2 separate regions of the Mus musculus genome follow, and region 1 is linked to region 2. The links are chromatin contacts, called in public promoter capture Hi-C maps. All regions are on one chromosome and are shown on one strand. Each heading gives the region's core, a stretch centred on a gene start, on an enhancer-like site or on the middle of the called end of the contact. The rest is flanking DNA. Distances are from core to core; before and after follow the strand shown. Region 1 has its middle 37 kb from the start of Pdp1. Region 2 holds the start of Cibar1 (CBY1 interacting BAR domain containing 1).

Region 1 (6,163 bases), core at 1,410-3,909, 240 kb after region 2:
GGTTCATTGCTTTTGAAGGGCACAAAAAGGCCCAAGGATGACAAACATGGCCCCGACAGGCTTTGCCCTTTCTTCTTCTCTCTCCCTTATTAAAAACAATCTGGTTATATTTCTAAAGCTATCCCCAAGGTCCGTTTCCCTTATTTGACTACTGACTTATTCCTGAGACTAAATCAAAATTCATTATTTGGCTACAGCACTTAACTTGTCCAATTAGGACTTAGCATCTCACCCTAGCACAGACTCCCCAGTTTTCTCTTTAAAAACCCACTACTGGAAAAAAACAAAAACAAAAACAAGAACAAGAACAAGAACACCACCTGCTGCTTGCTATCTGCAATCCAGAGGCAGCCTCTCCCCACCCCCAAGTCCCACTTACCCTTCTGAGGTAAGAAATCTTCTTTGTGCTGCGAACTTAGTGTCTGGTGTGTCCCCTACAAACACTAAGGGACACCCTCTCTTATACCTTCAACCCTGTAGAAATACCACATATCTTAGCTACTACAGCCTCTTAGGACTTGGTGTTTGGCAACTTCAGCTCTTGTTCTCATTCACACTGCCTTGGCTGTTCTTGGCCCTTGCTGATTTTAGAGTCAATGTGCGGGTTTCCTAAGTACTAGAAATGAACACCGACAGTGTAAGCATACTCAGTTCTAGGGGCCTAAATTGAATGTCCCTCAGGGTAACCCCCGCGTTTCCTCCTCACTTCTGGGTTGCAGTTACCCATGTCTGTACGCTCACGCATCTGTTGTTGCTTGTGGTCATCCTATCCTTTTTACAGCAAAGAAATATGTCTGAGCCAATTTGTGCTTTCGCTTTTAACTTGTTAACTGAGCTTTCCTTTAGTTGTCATGGCAGAGTTCTATTTGAGCTAAATATTTCACTTCTTTGAGCCTCTTCATATTTAAAAACAAAAGCACTTTGCCCCATTTATTTTTCTGTGGTGTCACAGATTTAGTACCTGAGTGTTTTACTGCCTTATAAACTATTTTGCTCCTGAGTTATGTAGGAGAATATCTTTTTTCCTAATTGTCCCAGATTTTTTTCAGATAATCTCTTATCTTTTATGCTACCCTCCAATTTTTAGCAGAGCCTCTGATGGGTCTGAGGGTCTGGAGCTCATCAGGAAAGAGTGGACCTGATCTCTCCACCTCACCCACTAAGATGTTTGTGTCAGTGTCTTTGACAGGCTTTGGTTTCTCCAAAGTCTAAAGATCTGTGACAGACAACCCAGACCTATTGGGAAAAGCAGATGTGATATGCCCTTTCCACTTGGAAAGATAGTGTAGAAGGTTTTCCTGGTGGGTGAAAAGGACAGTACCTCAGCCTTGGCATTGTTGACAGGCCTGGGACAAAGACTGGTCTTAAGAAGACAGGATGATGAGTCCCTCTTTTGCACAACATCCCCAAAGTGGCAGGAGAAAGGCAGCTCTAAGTGACAGCTCTGGGCATCAAGAGTTGGGCAGAAGCAATGGGGAGCGAGCCTCTCACGGAGGACTTGCTTCAGTGCTTTTTTCCATGGAAGGAGCTATGCTGTTGGGCCAACATATCAGGACACCAGGGATCATCAGTGCAAGAGAGACAACACAAATGCCTTATATGGTGAGGAGTGACGGGCAAAGCCAGAAACCACGGGCAGAAACGAGACCCTTCTCTGCTTGCAGACCAAAGTCTTCCACTTTCCCTTTTTGAACTGCCTTAAATGAATTGTTTGTTGTGCTCGTGAAGGACCCGCTGGAAATGAGGCAGAGTCTCAGGATAAAGGTCCGTATGAGCACTCTGCAATTTGAATATTCAAATCCGTTCTAATGAATTTAAAATGTGTCTTTCCTGTGCCAAAGAGTTAAACAGTCCATATTACTTTTAAACTATATTTTGTAGTGGGTAGAGCATGCGAATTGAATAATTTACATTCCTGATGTTCTTTTGAGATTTTTGTCTAAGTTGAAATATTTTAATTGATTTTCCCTTATTCCTAAAGCTATGTTAATTATTGGTAAGTTTAAAAGATAAACACATTTAAAAAGAAATTGAAAAAATACAAAAACATACTGTTTCTAATAACCACAAACACTATGCTTCCCAATTTGAACCAATGAGTCAAACATAAGAATACCTATGAGAGTGCCCATATCAAGCATTGCTGTTTGGTCTATACCTGGCTTACTTAGCACAGGTTATCTTCAGCTTCCATCAACGTGGCTTATAACGGCTCCACGGCATGCTTGGTCACCACACTCCCCTCTTCAGTCAGTTCTCCAGCTCTACCCCTGCAGTTCTTCCAAAATATATGTCCAATCATATCCCCCACTCCGCTTATAACTTAATAATGGCCTCCACAGCCCCAAGATCGAGGCTTTAATGTCCCTGTGGCTCAGAGGTTCTTGATATCCTAGTGCCTGCTTCTTGCAGTCTTGTGATCACCTTGGCCTCTGTGCTCCGGACACAGGGCAGCCTGTTTCTGTGCTTAAGAGTCATTCTATATCTCCGTCTCTCTTCCTCTCTTACTGTCAGGTTGGAACTTGGTCGTTTCCTCTCAAGGCTAACTGCCTTGTCTTTCATCCACAAAGAGCATTTGGACATTTTCAGCTCTGCCAAGCTCTGGTTGCACCTGGACTAGGCAACATTGCCCCCTAGAGGACCTCTAGGTGCTCTGGCTGGGCTGACTCCTGAAATGACCTGAGACCAGAACTGAGGGTGACTCATATGGAGACTGGATCATATGCCACTGTTTCCTTGGCTATTGCTTCTGCCCCAGACTCCCTTTCTTTTGATATTTCAACCAATCTTTTAGACCTTCTCCTTGGGTCCATCCGGATCTCTTAATTTTCTTTGTATTTTCCATTATTGCTGTTTTTCTGTGTTACATTCTAATAGTTTGTTGTCTCTCATCTTTTGGTTTTCCAATCTTCCCTTCAGCCATGTGTAACTTAGAATTAAAATCTTAGGCTTGGCTATTAACTTTTGAAAGATGTAAGGATTAAACTCAATCATCTCAAGCCTGCTAAGCATAAAAAAGGCATCCTGTAGCTATACTATGACTGCACCCACAGCCTGGCTGTTACAATATTTTGAGACAGGGTGTCACAGTGTAGCCCAGGATGGCCTTGAGCTCATGGTTCAAGGTTATGCCAGCCTCCCAAGTGCTGGGATTGTTGCGTTTTTTCAAATAGTAGGATTCCGATTTAGCTCTGTTTCAATTCTGCTGTTACCTTTTAATATACAGACCCCAGATCCCTGTTAAAACTATTAAGCCTATGTTTCATTTATGTTACACAGTAAGCAGAGGTGTATAGTTTGCACATGAGAGTTTCAGTAGTGATGCCTTTTCCTGGTATCTGCTCTTTCTATGTGGTTCCTGACTGTGTCTGGTTATTGTTCATATGAAAAATAGTTTTTAGAAATAATATGAAGACTGGGGCAGGAACATGGTCATACTTAGAACATTTTGAGTATTTATTTTACTTTCTCAAAGAAAGACAGACTGCTGGATGTAGCCAATGATTTAGACGTATTTAGAATCCTGAAAACTTGACTGTATTCTCCTACAAATAGACTTCCAAACTTTGTTTGGAGGTTCTAGCAAGGGATTGAGCCTCTCATAGATCCTTGACCCAAGATGGATCTTCTATTGAGAAAGGTTTTTCTCTGCAAGCATATGTACAGCTTGTCAGGAAACACACACATGGTCTGGGAACATGGAAGAAGGGAACATATGCCTAGCCAGTCAGATTAGCTACATCACCTGCCTAATGGGATGACAGCTATCATAGCCAAATCACCTTTATACCTTGTTTATTTTCACCAGGTGCAGCCATGTGGCACTCCTTCCTTGTCCTCAGAGGATACTCCGTGACTCATAGTGCAAGCTGAATATCTGAGGTAGTGCCAAACTACAACGTCTTTCCAGTCTATCCTACAGTGTCAGAGACAGTCTATCTGTCCTTGTCTTATACACTGGTGACTCCTTTATATCATATTGCACTTTGGGGCCATTATTAAATAAAATAAGCATTAATTGAACATAAGCATGTGATATTATGATAGCTAATTTGATAACTGTGACCACTTCCAACTGATTAAACTGTTAGGAGTATATATAATGTAAATACACTGCACAAAGACCCCTCTAAGTTATGTATATGGACTTAAAGGCTTCAGAAGGCCAAACTAAAAAGAGACATCAGAACTCCTTTTAGCTCCTCCAGTGTCAAAGGGGTCAGTACAGTGGCTTGCATTACCATTGCCTTAGGGTTTTACTGCTGTGAAGAGATACCATGACTAAGGCAAGACTTACAAAGGACAACATTTAATTGGGGCTGGCAGGTTCAGAGGTTCAGTCCAGTATCATCAAGGTGGGAACATGGCAGCGTCTAGGCAAGTATGGTGCAGGAGGAGCTGAGAGGTCTACATCTTCATCTGAAGGCTGCTAGTGGAAGACTGACTTTCAGGGAGCTAGGATGAGGGTCTTAAAGCCCATACACACAGTGACACATGTACTCCAACAAGGACACACCTACCTCAACAGGACAACACCTTCTAATAGTGCCACTCCCTGGACTGAGCATATACACACCAACACAACCATCATTTACCTAGAGCAGCTCTCCTGGGCTAAGGCAGGTTGGATCTCTCTCTACTACTTGCTCTCTGATACCCCGAGAGAGTCAGCTGGAACAGATGACAGCTTCCAGCATGCATTTCTCTAGCATTTTTCTAGTTAGCCTAGCACATTTCCTAGCCTATGATATGCCCCCTGCATGTCCTTTCTCAGTTATGTTTTGATATCCTCTCACTTTACGTAGAGCAAGGTGTACAAGGGACAAGGGAAAGGAAAGTGCTGTGGTTGCCCATTTTCTACTTGATCCAGACCTCGAATTTCTCACCCAGGGTCAGACTAAATAATGAGCATTCAAAGATGTCTGCCTCCAATCCCCAGGAGCTGTGGATATACTACCATATAAGACAAAGGAGACTTCCTGTTGTGAGTATGTTAGTGATAGAAGGGTATTCTCGATCATTCAGCTTGTCCCAATATGATTGTAAGGATCCTCATTAAGATGAAGGCAGGAGACATACATCATATCAAAGAAACGAAGAGATAAGAGTGAAGCAGGAATGGCCTCCAAGCCAAGAAATGTGAGCAGCCCCTAGAAGCTGCAAAAGGTACGGATGCAGCATCTCCATTAGAGCCTCCTGGAGGAATGATGGGGCTGTCAGCTTGATTTTAGGACTCCTGACTCCTTGAACTGTGACACAATAAATACATCTTGTTTTAAGCCATTAAAGTTACAGTCATTTGTAACAACCTCAGCAGAAAAACTGAACTGGCAGGCCATCAGTCTACTGTCTGGCTCTGCTGCTAACCATTGTAGTTCCTGGAAATGCTTCTCAGATGTTCGAATTAGGTCCTCTCGATGACTGCCCTCAACAAAGGTGCTTAACAGAGGGTGGGGGTTGAGTTCCTGTTGTTTTCAGTGCCACTTTGCTGCTGCTTCTGTTTGAATGTTCTGGGTGTAACCAAGACCTCTCTGCGATGTGGGGAATGCCCTAGCTCATATAAAGTCTATATTGACCTTCTGTCAGGTAAGAAAGTCCCTTCTGCTTCCTGGTGAGAAGGCAGACCATTTTTTCCCCTCAACCACTTTATGTGAAGTGTGCATCTTCTAATGTAAAGCCAACCTAAAATATGTTGTTGTTGTTGTTGTTGTTGATGATGATGATGATGGTGGTGGTGGTGGTGGTGGTGGTGGTGCCCCTGCTGCTGGTTTGAGACAGGATCTCATTTGTCCAGGCTGCTCTTTCGCTTCCTATGCAGCTGAAGAGGACTTCAAACCCTGGTCCTCTTGCTTCTGCTTCTTCTGTTCTGAGACTCTATTCATGCACCACCACACCCAGTTTATGGGATTCTGAGGTGCAAGCCTAGGACTTCCTGCATGCTAGCAAGTGTTCTACCCACTGATCTAAATTCCCAGCCCCATCAACCAAAATTTTGAGAAAAAAGTTGAGAGAATGAGAACACCCAAATACTTAAAAATGACGGTAAGCATTCAGTCCAATACCTCAGATATCCCCCTGGGGATACCGGTAGTTTAGGCAGGCCACTGGCATGGTCCTGGGGACATACATGTAGCATGTTGTGGTAGGCAGAAGACAGGCAGCT
Region 2 (6,322 bases), core at 1,569-4,068:
CTGATGTCCCACCTCCTATTTCCTGCCTAGGCCATTGGCCATCAAATTTATTATTGACAGGAGTCACATCCATACAGATACAAGATATGCAATTTTAGAGGGAGAAAAGAGCTGTCTTGGGAAAGAAGGAGACAATTTGCCTATGCTGTCCCTCTCATTGGCCTAATTTTAATCCCCCTTTCTTCTAGTTAACCCCTTCTCATTCTTCTGGTCTTAGTTGAAATGCTTCCTCTTCACTGAACTTCTTCAGTGAGGTCAAACCGAAGCTCTGTTGTAAGCACATGTTCTCTTGGTGCCATGAAGGTCCAACTGATACATGGAATAACAAACAGAAGCAACCACTCCCTGGGCCCGTGATAATTAGTGTGCAATTTTAATGTGGACCATGTAACTTGTATCAACCAATAGTACCTAGGAATCCATGATAATTAGGCAGACACTTTAAAAGCATGTGTACAATGGGACTTGCCATGTCTTGCTGGCCAGTTTAGAAAGAAGCTATCTGAAGAATCCAGGCTGACCTGGTGGAAAATAAAAGGCATGTTGCCTCAGCTGACAGGTTCCCTGCTGCATGCATGGCATGTTAGGCCACCTGTATCTGTCTACTTTATATTATCATCATAAAATACCTGTGGCTAGTGGGCTGAAGCAGTGGATCAGAAGTTATGAGGGCTTATTGCTCGTGCAGATGTTCGTTTCATTCCCAGAACCGACATGGTGGCTCACAACAGCCTGCAACTCCAGTTCCAGGGAAACCTTTCTCTGGCCTTCCTGTGCACACAAGGTGCATATAAACTCAAGAGGCATTCACATAAACATAATAAATAAATAAATAAATAAATAAATAAATAAATCTTTCAAAAATACTTCAGGCTGACAAGTGTATACAAATACATGTTGATTTGGTTCACAATTCTGGCTAGTAGCTCTGCTCTGATAGACTTCATATAGTGGATTTGGTCATGATGGTAGCAACAGGTATAGATGGAAAAAGTCACATCCAGGTGGGGTAAGACTCTGGTCTATAACCTTTCCAGAAACTAATAATAAGAGACTCAAAAAAACAAACAAACAAACAAACAAACAACCACACACACCTTAATCCCTTCCAAGAGCGGTAGTCTCCATGGCTTTTAGGCTGCTCTCTAAATGTCCACACCTCTCACCATACATTAAAGAGCAAACCAAGCCTCTGCGTCATGTACTCTTTGAGAACACTCAAACCATATTCAAATTGGCCAGTTCTGCTTCAGCCTTCAGGGTACTCAGGCACTGTTTTGCACTAGGCTGGATTGGAAAAAATGAAGAATCACCAGACAGGGTGGGTCCTGGGTCTGCAGGAACTCTGTTGGCTGGACGTTTTTCCAGAGTTACAGCTCTCTTTATTTGAGGAAAATAAGGGCTATATAAACCTTGGGTAGTGGGTAGGTATTTTTCAGGGTGAGTGTACATTATTGGTTGGTACTGAGGTACTGGGAATGCTTCATCTGCATGAAGAGGAATTCCAGGTGCTTAAGCCTGTAATGTAGCCACCAGGCTATGTGACTACCTCAATGGTGGTAGAGGTGTGGGTCACAAGGATACATGCACTACCATGGCATGCAGGCCCAGAACAAGGAGGGAGCAATTCTTACTCCTACTGGTCTTAAGATGAGCTTTTAGGGGGTGGGGTTGGACACATCTGGCTCCCTACCTCCCAATTGCAGAACTTATTTGCTCAGCACCATAGCATTTAGTGAAATTATACTGCTAGTAACAGACTCGCCACCTGGAAAGGCAGGAAAGAACCTAGCTGAACAGAACCAAAGAAGAACCATCTGTGTCGTTTACAGAATCCTAAACTGACTAGTGGAGTTGTGGAAGCCACTAGGCCTTATAATTTGTTTATACAACGAAACCTGACACGGTAGCACATTTCTGGGCTGTGTTATATGTGTTTGACTGTTTGGCTAGCTTTATCATTCCACCAAGGCTGTGAGCACTGTAAGAGCAAAGACTTTATTCTCAGAAATTATGGGCATTTGAGAAGTAGACAAAGCTTGAAGTTGGACCCCAAGTTCACTCGGAAGAGAAGACTCCCTCTCAGAAGCTAGAGGAAGGCTCTGGGTTATCTGTGACTCTTCCAATTGGGGAACCTTCATTCAGGCCCATACCTCGACTGGGTCTAACAATCTTTTTCACAAAGTAGAAACTCAGTTACCTGCAAGAGGGGGAACAGATGGCATTAAAGACCAGTAAAGATGAGGGAGTAAGCACTGGTGTGCTTTTTTTTCTGTTTCTGTTTTGTTGTTACTGTTCTTATTTTTATTGTTGTTATTGTTGTTTGTTTGTTTCTGTTTGGTTAATTTGACCAAAGTTAGAGTTACCCGAGAAGAGGGAACATTCAGAAAATGTCCCTATCAGATTGACCTGTAGGCTGTTTTCTTGATTGATGATTGACATGGAAGGGTAGACAGTATTGCCCCTGTGCAAGAGGTCCTGGGGTATATAAGAAAGTCAATCAAATAGGCCAGCCAGCAGTGTTGCTACATGGCCTCTGCTTCAATTCCTGCCTCCAGGTTCCTGCCCTGAGTTCCTTAAAGAACTGTGACTTGGGATATGTCAGCCAAAGAAATCCTTTCCTCCTCAACTTGATTTTTGTCGGGGTCTCATCACAGCTATAGAAATCTAACTTATAGAGCGGTTCTTTTCCAAAGGCAGCTTCCACGAGCCCACACGTTGTCTCATTCAACAGAGAAGCACAGGGACAAGCTTCGCATTAAGTCTGAACCCCGTTCACCTTTATTTTCCTGTACCCCTTCCGGTTGCTGGTGGGTTGGTTTTCCTCCTTCGCTCCCAGAAGCCTGGGAGGGCTAGAGAGCTGCAGGAGCTGAAGGAGGATGCTTGGTGTTCCCTCTGCCCCATGCCCTCTGGTCTCCCTTGCCCTGCTCTTGACCGCCGGGGCGCGCGCCGCGTCGCCACGGAAACGCCGGGCAGGCGGGGCGGCGCGCACTGCGCGCTCTCAGCTCCCGGTAGAAGTGGCGGCGTCGCCTGCTCCCGCGCGCCCTGGCGGCCCGGAGCCGCGCTCGTTGGGCTCCCATCCTGGGTCCCGGGCGGCGGGAAAGGCAAGATGTTGAGGCGCAATCTGGATGAGCGGTAACCGCCGGGGCCTCGTCGTGCAGGCTGCCCGAAGGAAAGGGCCGGGTGGGAGAGAGGAGCCGGGCCGAGGGCCTGGAAGCCGGTTGGGGCGGGAGGAGGCCGCACGGTCCCCGTGGCGCTCTGCAGTCCGTCCACCCGGATGAGGCGAGTGCCGGGCCGAGAGAGTCTCCCGGCCGATCGGTCCCCCTGAGCTGGGCCGGGCCCTGCCGCGGTACAGAGCCCGGGAGGCCGCAGGTGCCCAGGCCGCAGCAGCGCCGCCCCTTCTCGGCCCACCAGGCCCGGGCCCTTTCCCGGGCCTGCAAGGTTCTAGGCAGGACCAGAGCCTGCGTGAGGTCCTAGAGAAGGCGCGGGCCTCTGGAAGAGTTGGGAATGTTGCCCTTCAGGGCTTTAGGGAGGCCCGGGAATGTTTGCACGTAAAATTAACGGGGCACCTTCTTACTGTTTTAAGAACAGTGTTCTGTGTCTCCTTTTTCTAGAGATGCTCAAACAAAACAACTGCAGGATGCTGTCACAAATGTGGAGAAGCATTTTGGAGAGCTTTGCCAAATCTTTGCTGCTTATGTACGGAAAACTGCCAGGCTTCGAGACAAAGCCGACCTCCTAGTGAACGAAATCAACCTGTATGCCTCTACCGAGACACCAAATTTAAAGCAGGGTCTGAAAGACTTTGCTGATGAGTTTGCCAAACTTCAAGATTATCGCCAGGCAGAGGTATGAAGTGAGGTTCTGGTGTCATAGCCAAATTCCTACAAAGTGTGTAAAAATTGTGGACTTTTCGTTGTAACCTACCCAGCAGTGGTGAATGTACCCTTGATAAATGCCTTTCCTGTCTGTAACAGTGTGGGTTCGCTATATGGAACCTTTCTGTGACCTGATAGCTTTCAAACTAAACGTCAGGTGTGGTTGAAGTCTGAGTTTACCACTGCATTTGCCAACAGGGTAACAGGGAACATGCATCCAGAAAAGGTAACCTATATAGCAGTCGTGCAGAAGAAAAGCACCTGTATGGCCTGTGTGGGCCAAGTGCGTTTTAAAGAATGACTAGAAATGGAAATGCTGAAAATGACAAAATCACAAAGTACTAATAAATGGGCTACACGTTGCTGATTTTCCCATGGTTTGAAAGTCGAACGAAATCGGAAAGCTATGATTTATAACACAAGTGATACAGCTGAGAGGCTGGCTGTGTGTTTGCTTTGAGTGACCAGAGCTTTGCTCTTGGGAGATCTTTCTAAAATACAGTCTTTTCTTAATACTGCATAAGCGTTTTCACTTACTTCTTATAGGTACCAGTTAACATAGTTGGCTCGTTCAAATTCCATTGCTTTTTTTTTTACTTTTGTAACAAGCCCCATTGATCTTTCTTATGCTTAAAGCCTAAAACAAATTTTCACTTACTGAAAATTAAAAAGAGAAATAATCTATGAAGTTATCATCATCATGTATATAAAACTCGAATACTAATCCCCTGGGGATAACTATAAGAAAAATGTTGAGTTCTTGGCATACATTTCTTCTATAACAAGAAATACTCAGTTATACATGGTAACTGGAGATGTAATGTTTCAGAAATAGTTTTTATTCACAGATAATCCTAAAGTCCTATTTTACCAATAAGTTCCCCTTTCTAGAAAAATTTTATGCTAGTTATCAAATAGCAAAGTGGATTGATTTGCGTTTGCTCTGCTCTGTTTCCCTGCTTACCAAATGGTGGAGATGCTAATGAACATGGCAAAGGTAGGCAAGGGAAAGACAAGGGAAGCTGTTAGGACAGACACGGATAGACCTCACAGTGTGTGGTAGTAGAGCTGGTGGACATTAGACTGGCCCGAGGAGTCATAACATTGATCTTAAAATTCTGAAATTTAAATGATTATTTTTTACATTTTCCAAAACTCTTTTAAAGTGAAACATCCATATGACATCATTTCCAAACACTAAAGAACTAACATGAAATGAAATGAAATGAAATGAAATGATTAGGTAAACATTTACCATTGTAAAAAGCATTTTATTTGCTGTAAAATGTTTGTTTTAAGCAATAGATGTCATTTGCTTGCCCACCCTGGCAAAGTCTCAGTGCCTCATCATTTTCTTGTTATATGTATTGGTATAACATTTTTCCTTCAGTTCCTTTTACTAGTGTTATTAAAAGAATTGCTATTACTTTGTGATGAAAATTTAATGAGTTTGAGAAACTATTTAATTATAGATAAAAAGAGATCAGGTGTACAGTTTGGCAGATCAGCAACACTAAGCCCATTTATCTTGTTCTCTGGGCTTTGATACATTATAAGTGACTGTTTAAAACAATTCGGCTAATACAATAATTCCTAAGCTGTTTGCTCTTTAGGGTTGTGTTCCTTTAAATGTTCCTAACAACACTGTATTTTTCAGCTTTTAATTTTTCTGGGCAGTTAAGCTATATGGATTAGGGGTCCATGTCTGTAATGTCTGACAGGGTGTGCTTGAGCACATAGCAATAGCAGCTGCACTCCTTAAACCTCCTGAAAGCTGTAACTACACTGCAACTTAAGATTTCAAAACTGCTTATCTATATTGTATTGATCTCAGATTAAACAGCATAGATCTTTATTTCAGGATTTAAATTTTGGTATTTCTATGTTTCTTTTCAGTTATATTTTATATAATTTTCAATAGGTTGAAAGACTTGAAGCCAAAGTAGTTGAACCTTTGAAAGCTTATGGGACCATTGTAAAGATGAAGCGAGTAAGTCAGCCCATTTTCTTATCCACTTGGTATTATGGAAAAGGTATGAGGTTTTGTCTTTTTCATAACAAATAAAAATTAACATACAGTTATTCTTTTTATATCCTTTGAAAAAGATTTTCTTAGATCTTTAAAAATAATGAACCATTCTTACCAAGCTTGCTGAGTTTATTAATATTCTATCTAGCAATAAAAATCATTATTGTGGAAATATTTAAAATATGTGATGAATATGTTTCTATTTTTTTGTTTTAAAGATGGTGACTTGTATTTTTAAAATCTGACATACTGCCTTTGAAATCAACTTAGAGTAAAATTTATACAAAATAAAAGTATTATTTTTCAGTGTTTGGTTTTTATACATCATGTAAGCATCACCAGAACCAATATTATAGTCGTTTGTATGACTCATCTTCCATTCATATTGTGTCTTATTTTGAGAAAATATCAATGA

Evidence for each region. Promoter capture Hi-C pulls out the DNA fragments that hold promoters and counts their contacts.
Region 1: a contact with region 2 is called in a promoter capture Hi-C map of the HPC-7 cell line, with 3 times the contacts expected there. The contact joins the enhancer-like site here to the promoter of Cibar1 in region 2. A contact is called at or near these places in 9 of 39 promoter capture datasets (the 3T3-L1 cell line, 3T3-L1-derived adipocytes, the C10 cell line and 3 more), 1 of 15 datasets of contacts at CTCF or cohesin (the NIH/3T3 cell line), 3 of 484 Hi-C or Micro-C datasets (the C10 cell line, embryonic fibroblasts and nephron progenitors), 1 of 115 datasets of contacts at active chromatin or transcription factors (cardiomyocytes) and 2 of 9 other capture datasets (adipose tissue and pancreatic islet).

The regions. Positions count from the first base shown.
Region 1 is chr4:11,926,052-11,932,214 of GRCm38.p6, reverse strand. No RefSeq gene overlaps it. Among named protein-coding and RNA genes, the nearest start is that of Pdp1, 37 kb to the left of the region's middle. Within about 2 kb of position 2,659, at least 15 of the 459 cell types and tissues checked have an H3K27ac peak or open chromatin away from gene starts, as enhancers often do. A contact at or near this core is called in the HPC-7 cell line, where this site is marked.
Region 2 is chr4:12,168,511-12,174,832 of GRCm38.p6, reverse strand. Cibar1 (CBY1 interacting BAR domain containing 1) reads left to right here and starts at 2,818. Exons shown (of 9, transcript NM_026558.5): 1 at 2,818-3,135; 2 at 3,615-3,849; 3 at 5,800-5,868. The coding sequence starts at 2,903. Gm46846 (a long non-coding RNA gene) reads right to left here and starts at 800. Exons shown (of 2, transcript XR_001784247.2): 1 at 1-800.